2 separate regions of the Sus scrofa genome follow, and region 1 is linked to region 2. Evidence: chromatin contacts called from public promoter capture Hi-C data. All regions are on one chromosome and are shown on one strand. The core of a region is the stretch at or near the end of the contact, and the rest is flanking DNA. Distances in the headings are between cores, read along the strand shown. Region 1 holds the start of IL6 (interleukin 6 (interferon, beta 2)). Region 2 holds the start of LOC100518800 (protein Mpv17).

Region 1 (3,206 bases), core at 122-2,621, 550 kb before region 2:
AAGTCTCAGTGCCCCTAACTCTCCTAGTTGGGGATAATGAAACACCTCCCTTGTAAGTTTACTGTGAGGATAAGATATAATATTTATATCTTAATATAATATTTATCTGTAAAGTGCCTGGCACATAGTGGATCCTTAATAAATGACAGGAATTTTGATGATAATTGGGTGAGTATAATTTGAGCCATAGAATGTGCCAGCTGGAAGAGCCTTTCAGATCATCTAGTCTAAATCCATAATTTTGCAGATGGGGCGCACAGGTGGTAGGGAATTTGCCCGAGATCACAAAGCAGGTTCAACAGATCAGAACCAAATTTGAGGCTCCCAATCTCCTCTCCTGTGTTCTTTCCTTTCTACCAAACAGAGCCAAACTCCCTTACATTTTAAGCTTGGGAGCTGCTTTAACCTACCTAGGATTTTGCCACTTTGGTGGGCTGTCAGGTATGCATCTTATTTGCCGGAATGACTCTGGGGAGTCCCTAACCACTGAGCTGGCGTAATCTAAAAGTACAGTGACTGTCCTGAGAAGCTGAACAGTCATTTCAGTGGTGCTTTTAAATGCTCCCCCCAAGTCCAAGGAACGCAAAGAAGATTGACAGGCCTTATTTTTTGGTTAGAGAAGAGGAAATCCTGAGAGGCAGTGAGTGTGACTCTCAGCTCATGCCAAGCATGGAAATGCGAATGAGACTTGAGGCATGGATTCCAGCCCCGCAGTATATTTTCCCCGGAGGAAAAGGAACTACCTGAGACCAGCAGCAGAGGAGAAATTAAAAAACACAGCCTGCCCCTTTGGCTTCAGATCGAAGCTGTCCCAGAACCCAGCAAAGACCTTCCCCTCCCCACCAAAAGCAGGAGCCGCTGTTCACATCCAAGGCCGAGGAGATGACCACCTACAGGGGCCCTTCATCTCCCTCAGGCGAGCCTACCCACCTCCTTTCTCATTGCAGAGATTTTGCCGAGGATGTACTTAATGAGTTCTTCAGTTTTGTCCGGAGAGGTGAAGAGCATTTTGTCTGAGGTGGCATCACCTTTGGCATCTTCTTCCAGGCGTCCCGGGGTAGGGAAGGCAGTAGCCATCACCAGAAGCAGCCCCAGGGAGAAGGCGACTGGACTGAAGGCGCCTGTGCCGGAGGGAAGGGAGAGCAGCCAGTGAGCAGACTGCACCACTGGGGGAGCTGTGCTTCTGGCTGCTGGCCGCCCGCCAGCTCTCGCAGCAGCGGATACACACCCCCTCCCTCGCCAGGCACGGCTGCCAGGCAGTTCCAAGGCTAGGGATTTCCTTCACTTACTTGTGGAGAGGGAGTTCATAGCTGGGTTCCTGGAGGGCAGATGGAGCTCTCTTTCGTTCCTGGTGGGCTCGAGGGCAGACTGAGCCTTAGACATCCCCAGTCTCATATTTATTGGGGGTTGAGACTCTAATATTGAGACTCATGGGAAAATCCCACATTTGATAAATCTTTGTTGGAGGGTGGGGGTGGGGCCAGAGCGGGTGGGGCTGATTGGAAACCTTATTAAGATTGTGCAATGTGACGTCCTTTAGCATCACAGGAATCACAACCAGGGAAAAAAGTGCCACTTAGGTCATTACCAAGGCTAGTCCTCAGAAGCCGGATCATTTTTCCTTCACTTTCTGTTTTTTCTCTTTTGCTTTTTTTCTTTCTTCTTTTCTTTTTTTTTTTTTTTTTTTTTTTAGTGACTCAGCACATTGACATGTCTTGAGAAGAAAAGTAAAGCTGAAGTCATGCACGAAGTTTTACAGGGCTGGGGGTTCAGGAAAAGCTAAGGCTGACTATGATTAAAAAAATAATTACCAGATGAACCAGCTAGGATTTAGTATTCCAGTTTATTTCATGTTTGTAAAAAAACCCTTAAGATATTCTGGCCTGAGTTTCCCCAGACCACCTTACAGCCCACCCCCTTGGGGTTAGAAAGAAGACACTACAAGCCCTCTGCAGTACTTTTTCCTTGCTCTCGCTGTGACCAGCTGTTGCAGAACGTCCTGACTGCAGTTGTCTCTAGGAATCTCCAGGTGCAATGTGGGTACATACATGAATGACTCCTTTTGGCCACGACGTAGCTTCTGCCGGTTTCCTCCTTGCCTGCTCAAACCCACTTCGGCCAGGTCAGCGACAGCCCTACTCACTTCATAGTGGCCTTTTGGAGACCCTCCCAGTGAAGACTTTGATCTCTGGGCCAAGGGGGTTGTCTTGTGCTGCTGGTCCCCACTGCAGGCACCAGGGTGATCCTCTTCCCACTGGGGAGCCATGAGGACCCCGAGGGCATGCTGGGTCTACTGGAGCCCTAACTTTACTGACACTCCCTGGGCTTAGGGCAGAAGTGGGGAGAATACTACTCACCTCTTTGATAGGATGTCAAAGGAGGACCTTGTGGCATTTTTTGCAGCGTGTGTTCATAGCTCCCTTCTGCTGTATGACTTGATTTGAATCCAGAGGCGGCTGAATAGTAGTCTGATAGAGCAGGGCTCCAGGTTCAGAATCACACTTTCTCTCCAAAGCCCCAGGCTTCCATACTAGGTTGAGCTTGTACAGGCTCCCTTGGCCCCTACAGTGGTATCTCTTGCAGGAGGGTCCTTGGTTTCACACAAATGGGCTCTATACCAGGTTCCCCCACCAGTTGCCCAGACACCCGGACAGCTCTTAAGACTGATTCCAGGCTGAAGCTAGGACACTTGCAGGATACCAAAAAAATTTTGTTTGTTTGTTTGCAAAACAGTGTTAACATCACAATCTGCTTGGGTTTGCTTCGCAAAGAGGATCTTGTCAGGATTGCTAAAACAAAGACCTCAGCTAGGGTATTTAAAATATGAATCGATTTACTCAAGTTTTGTTTTGTTCACAACATGTTGGGACCTGCCTGTTGAGGAAAGTGAGGTCATCCATTCTTTCACCTGACTTTCTAAATAGAGAGGCAGGAGCTGCAGTGGTGGTAGCGGGGTTTTGAGTGTTTGAAAATGAAAATGGGAGGATGGCTGAATGGTTTCGCTTTTAGTGCTCTTGGGTCTTGTGCAACTTAAACTCTACCAGACAACCCTCCAGCACTGAACAAGGCCACCTCTCCTGGCTCCCCTGTGATGCATGTGATAGGCCTCTCTAGTGTGGGATTGCTTCTTCTCACATTTCTATTTTTCAGAAAATATGAGGAGTTCCCTCTGTGGCTCAGTAGGTTAATGATCTGGCTTGTCTCTG
Region 2 (3,163 bases), core at 622-3,121:
CAGGCTATCGATAGAACTAAACCTCAGTAGCACACAAATTTTCCACGTTCTGGCTGCTCCTTACTATCCAGGCCAGAGAGATGGGGAAGAGGTCGCCAGGAGACTTGTCATTTTGTCCTCCCCCCCCCCCTTTTCTTTTGTTCTTTTGCCTTTTCTAGGGCCGCTCCTGTGGCATATGGAGGTTCCCAGGCTAGGGGTCTAATCTGAGCTGTAGCCACTGGCCTACACCAGAGCAACACGGGATCCAAGCCACCTGTGACCCACACCACAGCTCATGGCAACACCGGATCCTTAACCCACTGAGCAAGGCCAGGGACAAAACCCACAACCTCATGGTTCCTAGTGGGATTCATTAACTGCTGAGCCACAGCGGGAACTCCCTGTTCCCCCTTTAAACCGCTATTCTACTCAGGGAGATTCATGGATTCCAACTAATAAAAATGCCAGTGGAGAAGTTCTTGCTGTGGCACAGCAGGATTGGCGGTGTCTCTGCTGCCCTGGGAAGCACGTTAGATCCCCTGCCAGCACAGGGGGTTAAGGATCTGGCATTGCCACAGCTTTGGTGGAGATCGCAACTGCAGCTTGGATCTGATTCCTGGCCCGGGAACTCCATATGCCACGAGGTGGCCCAACAGAGAGAGAAAAAAAAAATGCCAATCACAAATAACATGCACTAAACATTTGCTACTTAAATAAGTATGTGAGAATTACATGCACTTTTCAAACTGAAGCCATCAGTGTGGTGAAGCCAGATTGGTGAGGATGCAGAACCAGCTGGGGTTGGGCGGGGTGTCTAACTGAATTTTCACAGGCCCCTGGAATTGCCTTAAGGACCAGGAGCTCTTCCCTCCTCAAGATGTGCAGAGGTAAACCCAACGGGCAATTCATTCGTCAGATGAGGGCTCTTGGGGAGGACCTTTCCCTTCCTCCCAGCCCCTGACTGTTAAGAGGACTGGTGCAGCCTGTGATCGCTAGAGATAACTGGTTTTGTTTCGTTTCAGGAAGTGACTTGGCCGCTGTGGGAAATAAGAACTGTTCATGGTCCTTTGTATTCCCTTGACCCCGGCTGGGCCTCAGCTGGAAGGGAAAGGCAGTGGGAGGGGGCGGAAAGGAGCGCCGCGCCCCTTCCCCGTCCTGTGCCCCTGCTGACTTCACAGTCCTTGCAGAGATGAAGGCCTGCCCTCAACTGCCAAATAAGCCCCTGGAGTCGAGGCAGCAGGGCCTGCTTCCGAGTACTCAGCCGGCTGCTGCCTCCCCAGGGGGATCTGCATCCTCCCAGCTGTCACTGTATTCCGGGCTCCTGCCACCTGGCCCGACCCTGCCTTCCCTCCCAGGCCCCCTGCCCAGTCTGGCCAGGCCCTCCACCCAACCGGGGAACTCGCTGTGCCCAGGAACCCTTCCTTACCTGCCACATAAGGCTCGTCCACTCCCAAGCCCTCCTGGAGAGCTCTCATCCCACACCCAACCCCCTAATCCCTGTCTGAACTCCTAGGCAGAGCCTACCCGTTAACTCTCTGAGGAGCCCCCCTGCACCGTCTCTCCACCCATCCTGCCTGGAGGTAAAGACAAGGGTTAACGGCATAGCCCCTCAGGTCAGGCTGCCAGGTTTCTATCAGGCTCAGGCCCTGAAGAGCTGGGAAAACAGGTGAAAGTTTCCACCACAATCTTAGCTGCTATTTCTCTGCCTCAGAAATTGGGGGTTCTGGAGTTCCCATTGTGGTTCAGTGGTTAACGAACCTGACTAGTATCCATGAGGATGCAGGTTCGATCCCTGGCCTCCCTCAGTGGGTTAAGGATCCAGCGTTGCTGTGGCTCTGACGTAGGCTGACAGCTACAGCTCTGATTGGACCCCTAGCCTGGGAACCTCCATATGCCGCCGGTGTGGCCCTAAAAGGACAAAAAAAAGACAAAAAAAAAAAGAAAGAAAATGGGGGTTCTTATACCTCTTCCTTCATAAGATTGCATAAGAAATGAAATGCACATACAAGGCTTAATACAACGCCTAGTACAGAGTAGACACTTAAATGGTACCTTCTCTGATGATAAGTCCTGGATGCATGCTGGAAGATTTGCATCCACATTGCTTTTTAAAAATTTATTTTAAACATTTTTAAAATGTTTGCTTACTTAGTTTTTGTTTTATTGAAGTGTAGTTGATTTACAGTGTTGTGTCAGTTTCAGGTACACTCACTCACACGTACATGTGACTCACTTACATGTATTCATCTATTCTCTTCCAGATTCTTTTCCCTTCCAAGTTATTACAAGATACTGAGGGCAGTTCCCTGTGCTGTACCCATAGGTCCCTGGTGGACTCACATTTCTACTCTGCTGTAGGGAATTAACTTCTCTTCTCTGTTCTCTTGATTGTCTAACAAGGTAAGGAGCCACATCTTGGCCTCTGGGCAGTTGGGTGAATGAAACAGACAATGCAGGCAGGCCTCCCCTGTCCGAGCTTAAGTGAGACACCAGTGTGACACTGCCTTCCAGAGCTCCACGTGCTCTGCAAACACTGGGACAAAGCCCTAAGTGTTTGCTGATTGATCCGAATAAAGATGTCTGATAGAGCCTGCAAACTGGGGCACTGCTAATAGGAAGAAGCAAGGCTGAGCAGACCTGGGGCCTGCTCATGAGCTCTCTGAGGGCTCCCTGGAGCTCCCAGGAGGGCTGTGCCTTCACCTTACTTCACCCCTTCCCCTCTTGTCCTCTGCTGGGACAGCAGACCTGAGAGCCAGCAGCTCCCCTCACAAGCTGTAGGCTTCCTGGCAGCAACACAGAAGCATCCTGATTCTGACATGAGACAGATGCTCACTGCTCTGGAGTCGTGTCTTTGGTGGCTGGGGAACATTCTCTCTGGTTTCATTTTTATTTAATTAAAGAATGGTTGCAGGGTTTGAGTTCCTGCCCAGGAAGCATGGCACTTTGTCCAGCATACCAGAGGGCTCTGACTGCTCACCCATGGAAAGTACAGGTCTTGACCCCTGGGTCCCTGATGGGCTGTGGCTTTGTGGGCCCTATAGTTGGAGGCTGGTACAAGGTTTCGGACTGGCTCATCCCTCGCGCCACCAAGGTGGATGCACTAAAGATGTTGCTACTGGATCAGGGGGTGGGGGTGGGGTTTACCCCGTGTTTTCTAGGCTGTTTCCTCTCACTGGTAGGGACA

Evidence for each region. Promoter capture Hi-C pulls out the DNA fragments that hold promoters and counts their contacts.
Region 1: a promoter capture Hi-C map of fetal skeletal muscle shows a contact between it and region 2, with 5 times the contacts expected there. The contact joins the promoter of IL6 here to the promoter of LOC100518800 in region 2. A contact is called at or near these places in 1 of 5 promoter capture datasets (fetal skeletal muscle) and 4 of 47 Hi-C or Micro-C datasets (embryonic fibroblasts, epiblast stem cells, heart right ventricle and 1 more).

Annotation. Positions count from the first base shown.
Region 1 is chr9:91,504,586-91,507,791 of Sscrofa11.1, reverse strand. IL6 (interleukin 6 (interferon, beta 2)) reads right to left here and starts at 1,371. Exons shown (of 5, transcript NM_214399.1): 1 at 1,290-1,371; 2 at 931-1,121. The coding sequence starts at 1,308.
Region 2 is chr9:90,950,950-90,954,112 of Sscrofa11.1, reverse strand. It overlaps LOC100518800 (protein Mpv17), which reads left to right and starts at 1,871. Exons shown (of 2, transcript XM_021063439.1): 1 at 1,871-3,163. The coding sequence starts at 2,915.